Regions from separate parts of the Zea mays genome. Here region 2 is linked to region 1. Evidence: chromatin contacts called from public Hi-C data. All regions are on one chromosome and are shown on one strand. Each heading gives the region's core, a stretch centred on a gene start, on an enhancer-like site or on the middle of the called end of the contact. The rest is flanking DNA. Distances are from core to core; before and after follow the strand shown.

Region 1 (7,587 bases), core at 3,212-5,711:
AAACGGTCACTTAGATCGAGTGAGCCTTTTCCTTAATCTCACGGGTCACTTAGACCCTGCAAGGACCACCACACACTTAGGTGTTTCTTGCTTTGATTACAAGTCACTTGAGAATAAGAAGGGAAAATAAAAAAAGGCCAAACCAAGAGACAAGAGCAACAAAAGAACACAAATGATCCTCTCACAAGCCCTAATGCCCTATAGTTGATTTTGAGGCTTTGAGTGGATTGATTGCTTTGATTGTGTCTTGGAGTGTTGGACTTTTGCTCTTGCAATGAATGAGAACTCAGAAATGCTTGGATTGGAAGTGAATGAGGTGGTTGGGGGGTATTTATAGCCTCCCAACCACTTCTAGCCGTTGGCTGAATTCTGCTGGCGATGGGCGCACCGGACAGTCCGGTGCGCCACCAGACAACCACTGTGCACTGTCCGATGCGTGCCACGTCAGCGCAACCGTTAGGGTTCGAAGCTGGTCGATCGTTGGACCCTTTGTCGTCTTGCTGCACCGGACAGTCTGGTGCCACACCGGACAGTTCGGTGCCCTCTGACTTCGGCGTTCTGACTTCTGACATGCATTGTTCCTCTGCGAAGGGAGCCGTTGGCGCGCAAGGAGTCGTTGCTCCGCTGGCTTACCAGACAGTCCGGTGGCACACCGGACAGCCCGGTGAATTATAGTGGAGCGCGCCCTGGAATTCCCGAGAGTGGCTGGTTTGGAGTTGTACGTAGCTGGCACATCGGACAGTCCGGTGCTCCACTTTCAGCACACTCAAGTTCTTTGCTTTGTTTTTAATTGTGTTGAACCTTATGCACCTGTAATACATGAATTCTTGACAAACTAGTTAGTCCACGTGTTTGTGTTGGTCATCAACCAACAAAATTAATTATAGGCAATGGTTAACCCTATTTCCCTTTCACTCGCGCTAGGCTACCTGCCTACGCCTGCCCTAGCGTTGGAGGTAGTGATGGTAACCTTCAGAGTCTCTCCTCCATCATGAGTCATTTCTGCCACAACTTTCGTGCAAGAGTTTTTAGCATTTTCATCGGCCTCTCGCACATTACCGATGATGACCTCCTTGCATTTGCCCTTATCAGCTGCGCTGGGCCAAACCAGAACTTTTTCACCATCAAAGTTGATCATGTTTATTGGGAAGGGCTTTGTGTCCACCCGCATTTCCTGGAATTTCAATCGTCCCTTGTTAATGGTCAATTGGATCTATCATCGAAACACATTACAATCATTAGTGGCATGAGAAATGAGTTGTGCCACTTGCAGTATATGCAACGCTTGAGTTCGTTGGCGGATGGAACTATATGGTTTATTTTAATGTTGCCATTTTTGAGTAACTCGTCGAATATTTTAGCACATTTACCAACATTAAATGTAAACTTAACCTCCTCTTGCCTTTTCTTTTAAAATGACTGCAAGGAGGAACAAGATGAAGACTTGGCCTGCTTTGGCAAACCATTTTAGCAGCACATACTTCTTTTGATTCGTCGTTCAAGCTACTCTGGTCGCATTCTACTACATGGACATTGTGATGAACTGTTTTGCCAGTTCCTTTGCTTTGGCTTTCACAAGCCAAAGCTCTCTGGTGTAACTGTGCTAGTGTAAAAAAACTAAATGTCTTCTAATCTTTCATTTAAATAATAGCGCAATCCATTAAAGGCTAATACTGCTAGTTGTTTCTTCGCCAAATGAATTTGGAAACATCAGTTTCTTATATCCCAGAACCTCCGAATGTAATCATTAACCAATTTATTTTTCCCTTGTCACAGGGCCACTAGGTCTACTAGATCTAACTCATAATCGCCGGAGAAGAAATGATCATGGAATTTCTGTTCTAAATCTTCCCAGAAAAAATAAAATTAAGAGGCAGTGTGGCATACAATACGAATGCAGTTCCTGTTAAAGATAATGAAAATAAAAGAACACGAAACACCACTGTGTCGACCAATTCTCCCAATTGTGTTAAGAGCTGGCCTATGTGCTCGCGTGTGCTCTTACCCTGGTCACCCAAAAACTTCGTGAATTTAGGTATCCTAATTCCGTGTGGGTATGGGTGATAATCAAATCGGCTATCATAAGCCCTCTGATATGACTTCCCCCAGGGATCATGATAACTCTAAGCTTATCTCAAAACGCCTCGACTATCTCTTCCCTCACTATATCAATGGCGACCGGTGGGAGTCCATCGGCTCTCTGGTCCAACATAGGTGTGGTTGTCTAGATATTAGTATGTTGTCTCCCTCCCCTCTGGCTTGGGTTTTGAGGTGCATTAATACTTGCCCTATGCGGCTCATAGGACTAGTCATTCCTTTCCGGCCTTCTAGGAGGGGCCGGAAAGTACTCACTCCCACAGATTTGGGATGTTATATTACTGTGCTGGCACGCTGTAGGATGTGATGGGAGGTTTAGCTGAAACAGATGTGCATTTGGATAATAGTCATCCTCATAAGGTTCTATGTACTCTGCGGTGTGCGCGGACTGCCCGGCCACATGGTCGGACCGTCCGGTAATGTATTCAGACTGCCTGGCGCTATACGCGGACAGTTCGAATGGGGTCGTTTAGGGTTCACGTAGTACGTGGCGACTCGGGTGCAGTTCTCGGCAATTCGTTTCTGGAAATAGTACCGGACGGTTTGCACTCACTTGCGGACGGTCCGGACGTGCGCAGATCAGCGGATTTACCACTGATTTGCATAGGAGGTTGTGGTTGTCCACCTGTAAAGGGGTTGCAGCTGGTCATGACAATCTGCTGCCGATGAATCACGTGTATTTTCCCCTAATTCAACCTCGTGCGAGCGAAAGTTTGCAACGGTGGATTTATCAAATGCACGCACTAGCCTTTTATAATCATTTTTCATACCCCCTGTAATCTGTTGCATCTGGTCTCGCTGCTCATCTATGTAAGCTCTAAGAGATTGGATTTCGTTTGTTTCGCTTACCTTGGGGTAGCCGCAGTAGGTTGAAGCGAAGCCAGATTAGTCGCCCGTTGTCGAACAACCTTGTTGTTCCTGTCCACTCTGAAATTGGCCAGGAACTTTGCTTTTGCTTCCTTTATCAGCTGCTCCTAGTGCTCCTTGAACTCCAGTTGTTCTTCAGCCAGCAAGTTTTGCAAAGTCGGCTCGATGATGTTACTGGGGGAGACGTTAGAGCTATCTTTTGATCCGGCCGTTGAGGGCCAACCTGATAGATCTTCACGTGATGTCTCTAGCGGAGTCACCAAAAAAGTGTGTTGGCGTCGATCCGGGCGTCATTCACTGCGATGAGTACCGACGGCGGTGCTCTCTGCGGAAGCGCGGACAGTCCGCAGCCGAGGGTCGGACGTTCCACGACCTGGCGCAGAGGTTAGGGTTCCTGCCTAACAAGCCGGACGGTTCGCGCCTGGGGGCCGGACGGACCACACGTGCGCAAGGGCGGCGGAGTTCGCCGAACAGCACCTGGATCTCGGTCCCGGTAGGGACCCCGTCGGGGAGGAGAGATCCTAGGGTTTGTCTTTGGATCGGCAGGCCAACCAAGACACCTCTAAACGACGTAGAGCCAGAGAGAGGTGAAAATTAGAGAGAGGAATCTAAGTTACTATCTACTCCTAGGGCAAAATGTAAAAAACTAGAGGTATATTGATTGATTGATTGATTGTTAGTTTTTCAATCGGCCGTACCCCTTTAAATATATAAGGGGGAGGTCTGGATCCGTTTCTAGTCGTTCTCCAACAGCTCTCGCGGGATTAGAGGGCTAAACACGCGAAGAGATAGAAGTTTTAACCGTCTGATTCGATATATTCATGGACCGTCCATGCCTATGAGCGAACCGTCTGGCCGTGATCAGTACCACAAATGCTGCTCAACAATACGTGATGGTCTTACTTACAAAGCCTATGCTTATTGTGATGCGGCGCTAGTAATAAAGGATCTCGGACCGACAAAGGTGATTGTTAAAACGGGTTGCCAAGGATTAGTGGCTCCATGGAATTCTAGAAGTAGTAATTGGTGTGCTATTAAATCAAATCAAGGAACTTGGCCGACAAAGCACACATTTTTCTCTTTGCTTTATGTAAAGGAGGGTAGCAAACATGTGTGTTTCATTACACAAACAACCAAGTTCGCTTTGATTTCAAATTCTGAATATACGTGGTTGCATGATATCCCGAACTTTTTTATGTCTCAATGTATTCAGCATGCAGAACTCTCGTGCTAAGAAATGAATGAAGCAATAAAAAGGCTCTTTTTCCCGGGTGTTTTGGTGGTTTAGTCTGGCTTTGCTTTTTAGATTGTTGTGGTTCGGTGTCCGTGTGAACTCCTGGATCTGGATTCTGGACTGTGGAGTGTTTGGGTCTGTGTTTTGAAACAGAGAGTCGAGACTTTAATTCTGCGAGGGTGGTATGTGCAAAACTGGACGGGCCGTGCATTATCATGAGAGCCTACTATTATTTCTACACACCCACAACCACAACCCTTGTGACATTATTGCCCCCTCTTCCCTTCCCAACCCAACCCATTGCATTTGCAAGCCCTTTTACATTGCAGAGCGCCAGAGCCTCGCTCGCTCTCGGAACAGAGCTAGGCAGCTAACAGACGAAGAAGAAGCAAGCCAAGCAGAATTGAGAGAGAGGCGAGGACGTGGCGACGACGGCAGCCGCGATGGCGACGACGACGGACCTGGGGTTCGAGGCGACGGAGCTCCGCCTGGGCCTGCCCGGCGGGGGAGGTGGAGGGGAGCCGGCGCTGGGCGGCGAGGGGAGGAGCTCTTCCTCCGCCTCCGGCAAGAGGGGCTTCGCCGAGACCATCGACCTGAAGCTGAAGCTGGAGCCAGCGGCCGTCGTGGAGGCGGAGGAGGAGGAGGAGGACCACGGCGTTGCTGTTGCCCTTGAGAAGGAGGAGGAGGCCGGGAAGATGAAGCGGTCCCCGAGCCAGAGCAGCGTCGCCGCCGCCGCCGCCGCCGTGCTGGCTGACCCCGCCGAGAAGCCGCGCGCCGCCAAGTACGTCGTCGTCCTGTCCTGTCTCCTGTCTACTGTCCTAGCTCTAGCTCTGTTCCGTACGTATGTGCATATATGCTTAGCTGTTAATCGTCTCCACTCCATGATGCACATATATGCCCCGCGCGCTTCAAGTCACGAATCTCTCTGCTCCAGTTTATCCGTTTGCTCATAGGTAATAGAGAAAGACAGAGAGGGCCGGGGGGAGAATTAATCCAACCGTGTTAATAACCATGCGATCTTTGTTCATCCAACAACGAAGAACACGATCGAGCACGAACGCACATCTACGTACTCCTACCTATCATCGCAACAACGATCGAGCACCAGCCGCGTGCCAGCTGGTTGAAGACAAGATGCATGAGTTGAGCCCGGATACGATCCACGAACTGCTCGTAGTCGTAGCCAGCCAGCCCAGCAGTCGAGGAGGAGGAGGAGGAAGAGACAGCGGCACGTTACGTGTGGGGGCAGCGGGAGACAGCGGCTAGTGCCGACACGATAAAAGAAAGAAAAGAAACCCCACCACACTGCACGTATAGATCTCTTTCTCTGCCTCTGCCATTTTTTTGTCCACATCAACATCATTTTCCACATCACTCGCCTGTCCGGTTCGTTCATGCATCCGGTCCTGATCGCTCGCTCGCTCGCTGCTCCAGGCCAGGCTTAGAACCGATGGTGACGGCACGGTAGAACAGAGAACTACTGTGTGTGCGTGTGGGGTTATACATCTATCTATCTCTCTCTCTTTTTTATTATTTGGGCCCCTGTTCTGTTTCCCATACTGCCAAAGACTATACTATAGACGCCCATGCACTGCGCCATGGTCGTAAGCTACATTGGGTTCACCGTTCATGGATCGCCATTCTAGATCTGCTGTCCCCCGGCCTAGCTAAGCTAGCCCTCCTCCATATTACTATCGACTTTTTTCTCATAAAAAAACACATTTTGCACATGCCTACGACGTGTATGTTTTGGGCAAGAAATAAAACAAGGTACCACTACCCAGTCCACACAGAGACTACATGCATGAGCAACGAACAAACAAAAAAAAGCAGTAAAGTATATATAGTGTATATACTTATACTATACAACAGCAACGAACCAAAAAAAAAAACAGGACAGCTTAACAATTTGCACGCAATTTGCAGTAAAGTATATAGTATGTATATACTTATAAATCTAATGCTGGATCTGGATGGACGTCTCAGTCTCATCTACCGTGTGTACGTTTTGAGTTTTGACAGAGGGAGGTATATTGTATATACACCTGCAGGGCTCAGGTGGTGGGATGGCCACCGGTCCGGTCGTTCCGGAAGAACATCATGTCCGTGCAGTCCGACAAGGGCGCCGCCGCCGCCAACGGCGACAAGTCCTCGCCGGCGGCAGGCGGCGGTGCCGCGTTCGTGAAGGTGAGCTTGGACGGCGCGCCCTACCTGCGCAAAGTGGACCTCAAGATGTACAGGAGCTACCAGCAGCTGTCCAAGGCGCTCGAGAACATGTTCAGCTCCTTCACCATCGGTACTAAATTTAATTTGACAGCTGCTACTACTACTACCATAATTACTACATCGCGGTAAAAACACAGCGCACTCGATTCTTTTTTAACCTTTCTAATGAAGTACCTACAAAGTACACCAAAGTATATATACTCCTCTTTTTTTTTGGAAACGGAACTGATCTGTTTTTAAATTAAAATGCATGCAAGGTGTTTTATTTTAGTTCGTTCTAATATAATAAGTCAAATCCTGTATGTGTAACACCATGCCTGGAATCAAATTTACAAAATAAATGTACTAACGTTTGGAGAATACGAACATACTATTAGTTAAGATATAGTGTTCAATGGTAGATTAGTTAGATGAAAACGAAATTGCATCATATCGGTATGTACATTTTGTAAACATAAAAAAAACTGGCCAAATGTGAAGAAGCCTGACCTACATGCATGTAGTTTTTAGTTTGCTCATGACACTCATTTTCTTTAAAAAAAAAATGAGTATACTGTACTCACTCCGTTAACAAGAGAATGCAATTCTTGTTTTTCCAAAAAAAAAAGTCTAAACTTTGACTAAATTTGTTTTTAAATATAAGCATTTATAATATAAAATAAGCACCATTAGATTAAGTTATAGAATATGTTTTTATAGTAAATTCATTTGCAGACATAAACTAAATGTTGATCCTATTTAATATAATATAAACTCGGTTAAATTTCAGCTATATTAACCGGCACAAATACTTGTATTTTTGTTTGTGGACGAGGAGGGAGGGACTACTAGTTAAACCACTCATTACCAATGCATGAAGTCGATAATTTTTACGGGCTGAGGATTAATTGGGTAGGTATATATGATTGCATTGGCATTCATTTGCACGCATGCATGCATGTGTGGTGGTGGTCACCATGTGCCAGCGGTGTGGTGCGCTCCATGATTTGCATCCTTGGTAGGTGTCCGCCCTGGCTGGCTGGCATAATGCCCTTGTCTCTGCCAACAACACATCTCCCGATCCTCTACATCATGTAGCAGCTCATGTGTGCACGCTTGACAGATGATGATGATGATGATGATCAGCTACCTAGCTAGCTCCATCATTGTTGCCATGCATGTGG
Region 2 (6,952 bases), core at 2,791-5,290, 70 kb before region 1:
TTGTAAAAATATATATTCTCTTATTTATTTACTTATTATTAATTTTTTCCTCCCATTTTAAATTTCTAATTTTTAATATTAAACTTGTCTCAAAATTTTGAATACAAATGCAAATATACAAGAACCTCAGCATGAAATGCATATTCTAGTATTTATTTGTTATTTGATTAATATATTCTCATTATCTGAATATGCACAACCAAAATAAAGCTAGATAGTCTCTCAAGGTTCCATAAATTCTCAAACACTAAAAATAATTATATTTATTTATTTTTCTTGATACAAATTTTGGGCTTTACAAATTTGTTGAGTACGTTGATGTGTACTCACCCTTGCTTTACAAACCACCCCACCCCAGGTTGTCCCCACTGTACTCAGTGCTTAGGAGGAGATGCTGGCAACATGGAGGACTTTGAGGAGTTTCAGGACTACAATGAGTTCTAGTTTATCTTAGTGGCAAACCCCCAGTCAGCTGCCTGTGTAGGCTTATCCTCTATGTTTCATATTTTCGCACTTTGATATTATGTTGAAGACTATGGCTATGTATTAGACTCTGTGGATGTCTTGGACATCTTGATGTAATTAAAGTACTTTTCTGCTATTTACTTTGAGCATTGTGTGATGATGTCCAATTATGTAGTCGTTGTGTACGTGAGTTCTGATCCTTGCACGTACATGGTTCGCATTCGGTTTGCCTTCCAAAACCGGATGTGACATAATGCCCCTAGATCTCTAAGTCCCCTGGCCTCGAAGTGAACTCGAGGAAGTCCTATGAAGATTGTCCTTAGGGAACTCTTTCTTTAGGGCCCTCGCGGTGCAAACACACTAGCCTCACAAACAACCACTCATGATTCAAGTACTCTCTATACTTATGAAATAATTTTCTTAAGACTTTATTGTCATACCTTTAGGAGGTCATACTCTTACACTAGGTTCCTTTCAAATTTATATTTAACAAAGTTGGTGTGCCTTTGGGTAATCTAGGTTGAGGTTGTGCCATGCAACATGTCTTCAAGCTAAGAAGATCGACAAAGATGCCTAGAGGCAGCACCCCTAAGGGCGTGTTTGGTTCAACTTTCTAAACCAAATTCACTGCCAAAAATCTAGAATCTCAACCATACATGTACAATAACATAATAGATTCCTAAAAATGTACATAATTCTCTAGTTAAATTCAGAATCACCTCATACCCCAGATTTTCCAGATTCCTACCATCCATGTTACAAGTTGTATTGCTCTTACAGAATCTATAATTGACAATTGTTTCAACCAAACATATTTGAGCGTTCCCACAACCGTTAGATCACAGTCTCACACCTCGTAGCTATAATTAGATTTTTAGAAAACTATAGTTGAACCAAATAGACCCTAGAACAACTAAAACATGGAATGAATTTGATCTGCCATGGTGGGTCTCTCTACCTAGCCTAGTCCACCCTTCCTTTACATTGTTGCTTAGTTAGGGCCTACTAGTTTCCACATCATCCTTGTGATCCATCAGCCAGGCCACCGAAAAGGTTTTAGGAGTAATGTCGATAAGCAATAGCTAAGTATAGTGTAAGAGTGGCCCATGATAAGGTTAATATTATCACTTTATTTGAGATTTCATGTAGGAATAGCCCATCCTATTCTATATTTTTGAAGTGCATATCCCTCATGGTCCTTACGTCTATCAATGCCGCCCCAGGGCCAAGTAAGTCCTAACTAGGGCCAACGCGCTGTTGAGGGCTCTAAATCCTAGGAGGGACAAAGATCCTAAGGGTATTACGATGGGGAGCTCGTGAGACCCTTTCAGTGGTAAGGGACCATTTATGGTTATGGGTGTCACCCCCTTGGCCCTAAGAAATCTATGCTTAGGGCCCAAAGGAGAGATCCTCTGGGGGCCCTTATCGTGCTAAGGGCCTAGAACCCTACAACGTCCTACCATCGGCTCCTAGGGTCATAAGTCGCTCAAGAGCCCATAGGGAAATTACTTATGGAACCATCTTAAGCTAAGGTCCCTGAACCTTTCTAAGGCTTCATGGCTTGGAGCCCAAGGCCCGTGCTACCCGAGGCCAATAGGACACATAAACTAACCGCTTGCAATGCTAACATGCTTGATCTAATAGAAGTAAGGAACAAGTTGATATAAAGGATAAATATACTAATATATATTACAATTTAAGGCTTTTTGCCAGGGCATAAATTATAAAGTGAGAGGAAGTCAGGGGCACCAACCAATTTTCATCGGTGTCATCGTCTAGCGCCCTTGCTCCATCATCACTATTGAAGTCGACAACCTCTTAGACCCAATGGCTGGCCACCATCTCCTGGCCTTCGTTATTTCATCCTCTAATTGGGTGGAGCTTATCCTTGAACCCTTCATAGACCAACTACAGGGGATAGGTCTAGTGACAGGTCCCTACGGATGGGATACCCAAAGTAGGCTCATTACTTGTGGCGGCCCAATTGAGCAAAAAGCCACCAACCAACTCCCGCCGAGCAACTCTATGAGACGGATGATCTAATTAACTCATGATGAGCAAATCCACAAGGCGAACGATCCGACCAACTCCCGTCGAGCAACTCTATGAGGCGGACAATCCGACCAACTCCTATCGAGCAACTCCACAAGGCGGATAGGCCGACAAAGTCACGTTGAGCAACTGGGCAAGGCAGGGGCATGAAGATCCACAATGGGGGCAGTATATATGTGGACACCAGTTCCACGACCCCCCGCCATGAGCCTAACAGGCGCACGCCTGTACCAGCTTTGCATGAAAACAAGGTGAACATTGTTGACCCACGCAAGCCATGATAAGGCACATCACCCCCGAAATACCGACCTAACTAACACCATGGTACCACCGGTAGTGTCTCCTCCTGGGCCCAAACGCTAGAGCCACCCTTAGCCCCGTCATGGAGAGACAACTTTCCCACCGACGCCGGCGCCACAGATCCGCCGGAAGCCATGGAGGTCATGTACTCCATGTCGGTGGAGGGGGTGATACTCCTCACTGACCTAGCGCGAGCCACACGCTCGACTTTCTTTTGCCTTTTTCTTGCCTGGAAGCACTTCTTGTTCGCCGCTAGGGTCTCCTTCTCCCTCTTCCTCTTCCTCTCCGCCTTGAGGGCGGCGTCCTTGGGGAGAGGAAGAAGGGAGGGCTTGATGGTCCCAAGACCCTACAAGACGAATGCATGTCACACCAAAGCAAGCAAACCACCCAAAGGAGAGAGAAGGCTAAGGGGGCTTACCAGATCACTCAATCTCCCGATCTCCCCTTATTGAGAGGCCCTCTTTCATAAAATACGACATCACCCCGCAGTGCCGCCATAAAAACGAACCTCGATCTCACTCTTTGTGAGGTCCACGACAGAGTGCCGGTCTGGATCGCACGCACCGACAAACTTCCACATCAGATTTTGGCAGACAAATTTCTACTCGCCGCGTAACAAGTGAATTTTGCGTGAAAAATGCCGCGTCTTACGACTTCGACGAATACGGGCAGGCCTCCCTTTAAAAAAATATTGTTTTACTGTTTTTAAAACTCGTTTTATGTTTCTTGAAAAATATTATCACAGGTGGTTTTATTACCCCCATTTAAATAGAAATAAGATGGCCGGCCTTGTTTAATTAGCTTGGACATGCACTTCGTAAATATGCGTGGTCAGTGGTCACGGTTGTGCTGGACAGCTGGAGATGGAAAGATGAGTCAGGGAGAGAGAAAGGCCAGGTGCAGTGTATGGCCTCTGTTCCGGCCTGTCGCGTGCATGCATGTTCATGCGTATATATCTCGGTACGTAACGCGCGCGGCCTGTCTTGCCCTGGCGCAGGGTAACACAGATTCAAACGCCAGCTAAACAGATTGAAAGGCCGTGTTTCCAGGTATTAATCATGCATGGATCACGATCGATGTACGACGTACGAAGCGCGCAGCTCGTGCCACGTACCTACGTACGTACTCAACTCATCCACCACATTGGCTTGCATGCTGCACTGCTGCAGGTTCATCGCACCTGGCCAGCAGGCATCACAATGCATTGTAGGCCCGTTACGCTGCAGGTAGACGTGTCCATTGCAGGGTTTACGTTGTAGGTCAGGCACCGTCCTCGTACCTTGCTAGCCTGTTGAGGACCCCGCCGGCCGGCATCGGATCGGAGTCACGTGTACTTCTACGGGTACGTACGTCGGTGCAGACGCTTCTGCGCGTACGTACGTCGGTGCGTACGAGTGTGTACCCGCACGTACGTGCAGCGCAACGTCCAACACAGGTGTGGCTATCTATTAGCTAACAGCTCTATGGAATCGACGAAATCCAATGCATGCAACAAAAAGACTGGTGGATAAACACGCGTCGGGATTTCGAAGCAGGCAATATAGATGGGGTGTTTGGGATAGCTCTGGGTTCCAACTTTGGTGTGGAGCTATAATTTATATAATATTAATTTAAATAGTTTTTAAAATATTTTTAATCTAAATAATAAATAAAATGACTTATCTAAATGTTTTTAAAGGTTTATAGCTTCCGCTTCATGATTTTCTGTAGTACCTAATGACCTGCTCTAACAACTCTACTAAATTTTTTGTTACTGGAGCTATCCCAAGCAGGGTCATAGTAGAAAACAGTTCAAAGCCTACAATATGTGATACCCGGTTTGCAAAGAGGAGAAGTGGATGTTATATTTTTTGTTCTTTTTCCTCATTCGGGTGATGCGCTTTGGGAATTTGGAATTTGTGGAAAACATTCACCTGTAAGACAATAGAATTTCTTTGGTTAGTTGCTTGCGACAGGGTCGGGAGCTATCACGTAGGCGAGTTGGGCCTTTAACCTTGATCTGGCCCATTAGTCTCCCCTAACCCTAGCCGGCCCCCTTTTCCCCTTGGGATTTTGCAGCCGCCCCCTTCCCCTCCCCTTTCTCTTGGACGCCACCCCCTCCCCTCTCCCATCTTCTTCCTCCTCAAACCTTTGCAGCCCTCACCACCCAAAACCCTAGCCGCCCCGCCCCCCCCCCCCCCCCCCCCCCCATTCTCTTTCCCCCCTCCAAGGTGCAGCCCTCCCGCGTGGTTCTCCGTCGTGTGGCTGCGATCTCAATTGGAGTTGGAGGGAGGAAGAAGGAAGGAGGAAGGGAAGAACCCAAGGTGAATTTGTGTTTAATTTTTGTTGTTTTTGTGCTGCAATCAATTGGATTATGCGTTTATCTTTGCGAATCGGTATAGGTGCTGTCCAGGATTTTTGTGAGTGGGTGGACAGCAGTAGTTCTAGGAATTTCTGGGAATTTTTGTGGGTTAATTAGTGGGAATCAGTGGGATAATCATGTAGAGCTTTGTCATACCTTTCCAACGAGTACTTATGCGCTCAATTCGGAGTTATAATTTAGGAGATATCATTGTTTGAATCCGGGTATGTTGCTGTCCAAAAAACAAATTTTTCAGGTGGGTGAACAGCAGTAGTATTAGTAGTTTTTGGGAATTTTTCGTGGGTATTTAGTGATAACCAGTATGATAATCATGTAGGGCTTTGTATTATCTTTCCAGTGAGTACTTATGCGCTTGATTTGGAATTATATTTTAAAAGATATCGCTGTTTGAATCCGGGTATGTCGCTGTCCAAAAGAGAAAAAAAACAGATTACAGGGTTTATCTTGTGGACTATTTTGGGCTAATTATATGTTGGAATTTAATTATAAATTGTATACAAAACTTGTGGGGAATTTTATGTAGATGCCTCTAGAGTTTTTGTTTGTTACCACTGCTGTCATAATTTTAAAGTTATGAAATTATTAAGCAGCGCCGCTGCAGTTTGGTGGGTGTGGGGAGAGATGTTACCCGCGGCAGGGTTTGAGATTGTGCGTAGGTGCGGCGTCGTTTATGAGCGTGATTGTGTGTAATTGGTGCACTAAGTTTTGTGTCAAAAACAGGTGGTTGACTTCCTGATCGTATTTAGGGATTTGCCCAAACTTCCGGTGAAGGCAAGTAAAACAATGATGGTTATTCCGTCTGTTGATTGAAGAGTCATATACTTGATTATGTTTGTGCTATTTGTGTTCGTATTCATATTCCTAATTGGGTACCGCCGTTTGAAGTTATTCATGTTTATTTATTATACATGTGGAGGTTGTGGTTTGATCATGCTACCCATGTGGTTTATTATGTGAAATGGGTGGAAGTATATGTCTAGCACATTTTATTTGGGAAGAACTCATGTTGTTGACATGCATAATGCATTCATCATCCATTGCATTGAAGTTTTGTCGCGATCTTATGGTCCGACCGTACCGGTACAATGAGCATCATATGTTGCCCGAGAAGGGGTATGATGCAGCTTCATATCCTTAGAGGTATGAAGGCAGAAGTTATACTGCATCTGTAGCCATGTGCATTCATGGGGAAGTGTGGAACCCATTATGGTGATGTGGATCTTTACTTTGTGATTCATCTTGGCATTAAGTAATTGATTACTTGCTTACTTGCTGCAAATTAATATTTAAGAAAGAAGTTGTGAACCACGTGGTTGCTTATGCACGGTTGGTTTACATTGTCCAACTGTTGTTTGCTCTTTTTACTTGCTGAGATGTGTCATCTCACTCTTGCATTGTCTGATGCAGGCACCTGATCTTTGCTTTGGGAAAGAAGGGATGTAGCAGCATGGCCACCACCTCTTTAAATAAAGGAACCACTGCTTAATAATGATGTTAAACAGGGAGGGTCAAGTCTAGGGGATTATTACATTCTAATCTTTCATGGTAGTTGAACTGTTTAGTTTGGTGGGCTAAGTTGTCTATCTTTTGTCTGGTCATGAATGTTCATTTGTACCGTTGCATTTTGATTATACTATGTCAATTATCTTTATTTTATATCCTATATGAACTCTATGTTTCCCTTGTTATGCTTCTTTCAAGGGAGGTGCTGCCGGATTTTGCAATACTTTCTTTCTCTATGTGTTGCATAAGTTTTGTAGGAAGGGTTTTTTG

What was found. A called contact is a pair of places that touch in the nucleus more often than the background predicts.
Region 2: a contact with region 1 is called in a Hi-C map of tassel, with 1.7 times the contacts expected there. The contact joins the enhancer-like site here to the promoter of LOC100284259 in region 1. A contact is called at or near these places in 2 of 25 Hi-C or Micro-C datasets (leaf and tassel).

What each region holds. Positions count from the first base shown.
Region 1 is chr3:119,199,882-119,207,468 of Zm-B73-REFERENCE-NAM-5.0, reverse strand. LOC100284259 reads left to right here and starts at 4,461. Exons shown (of 5, transcript NM_001371982.1): 1 at 4,461-4,979; 2 at 6,250-6,494. The coding sequence starts at 4,642.
Region 2 is chr3:119,269,934-119,276,885 of Zm-B73-REFERENCE-NAM-5.0, reverse strand. No RefSeq gene overlaps it. Among protein-coding and RNA genes, the nearest start is that of LOC100284259, 70 kb to the right of the region's middle. Within about 2 kb of position 4,040, at least 14 of the 20 cell types and tissues checked have an H3K27ac peak or open chromatin away from gene starts, as enhancers often do. A contact at or near this core is called in leaf and tassel, where this site is marked.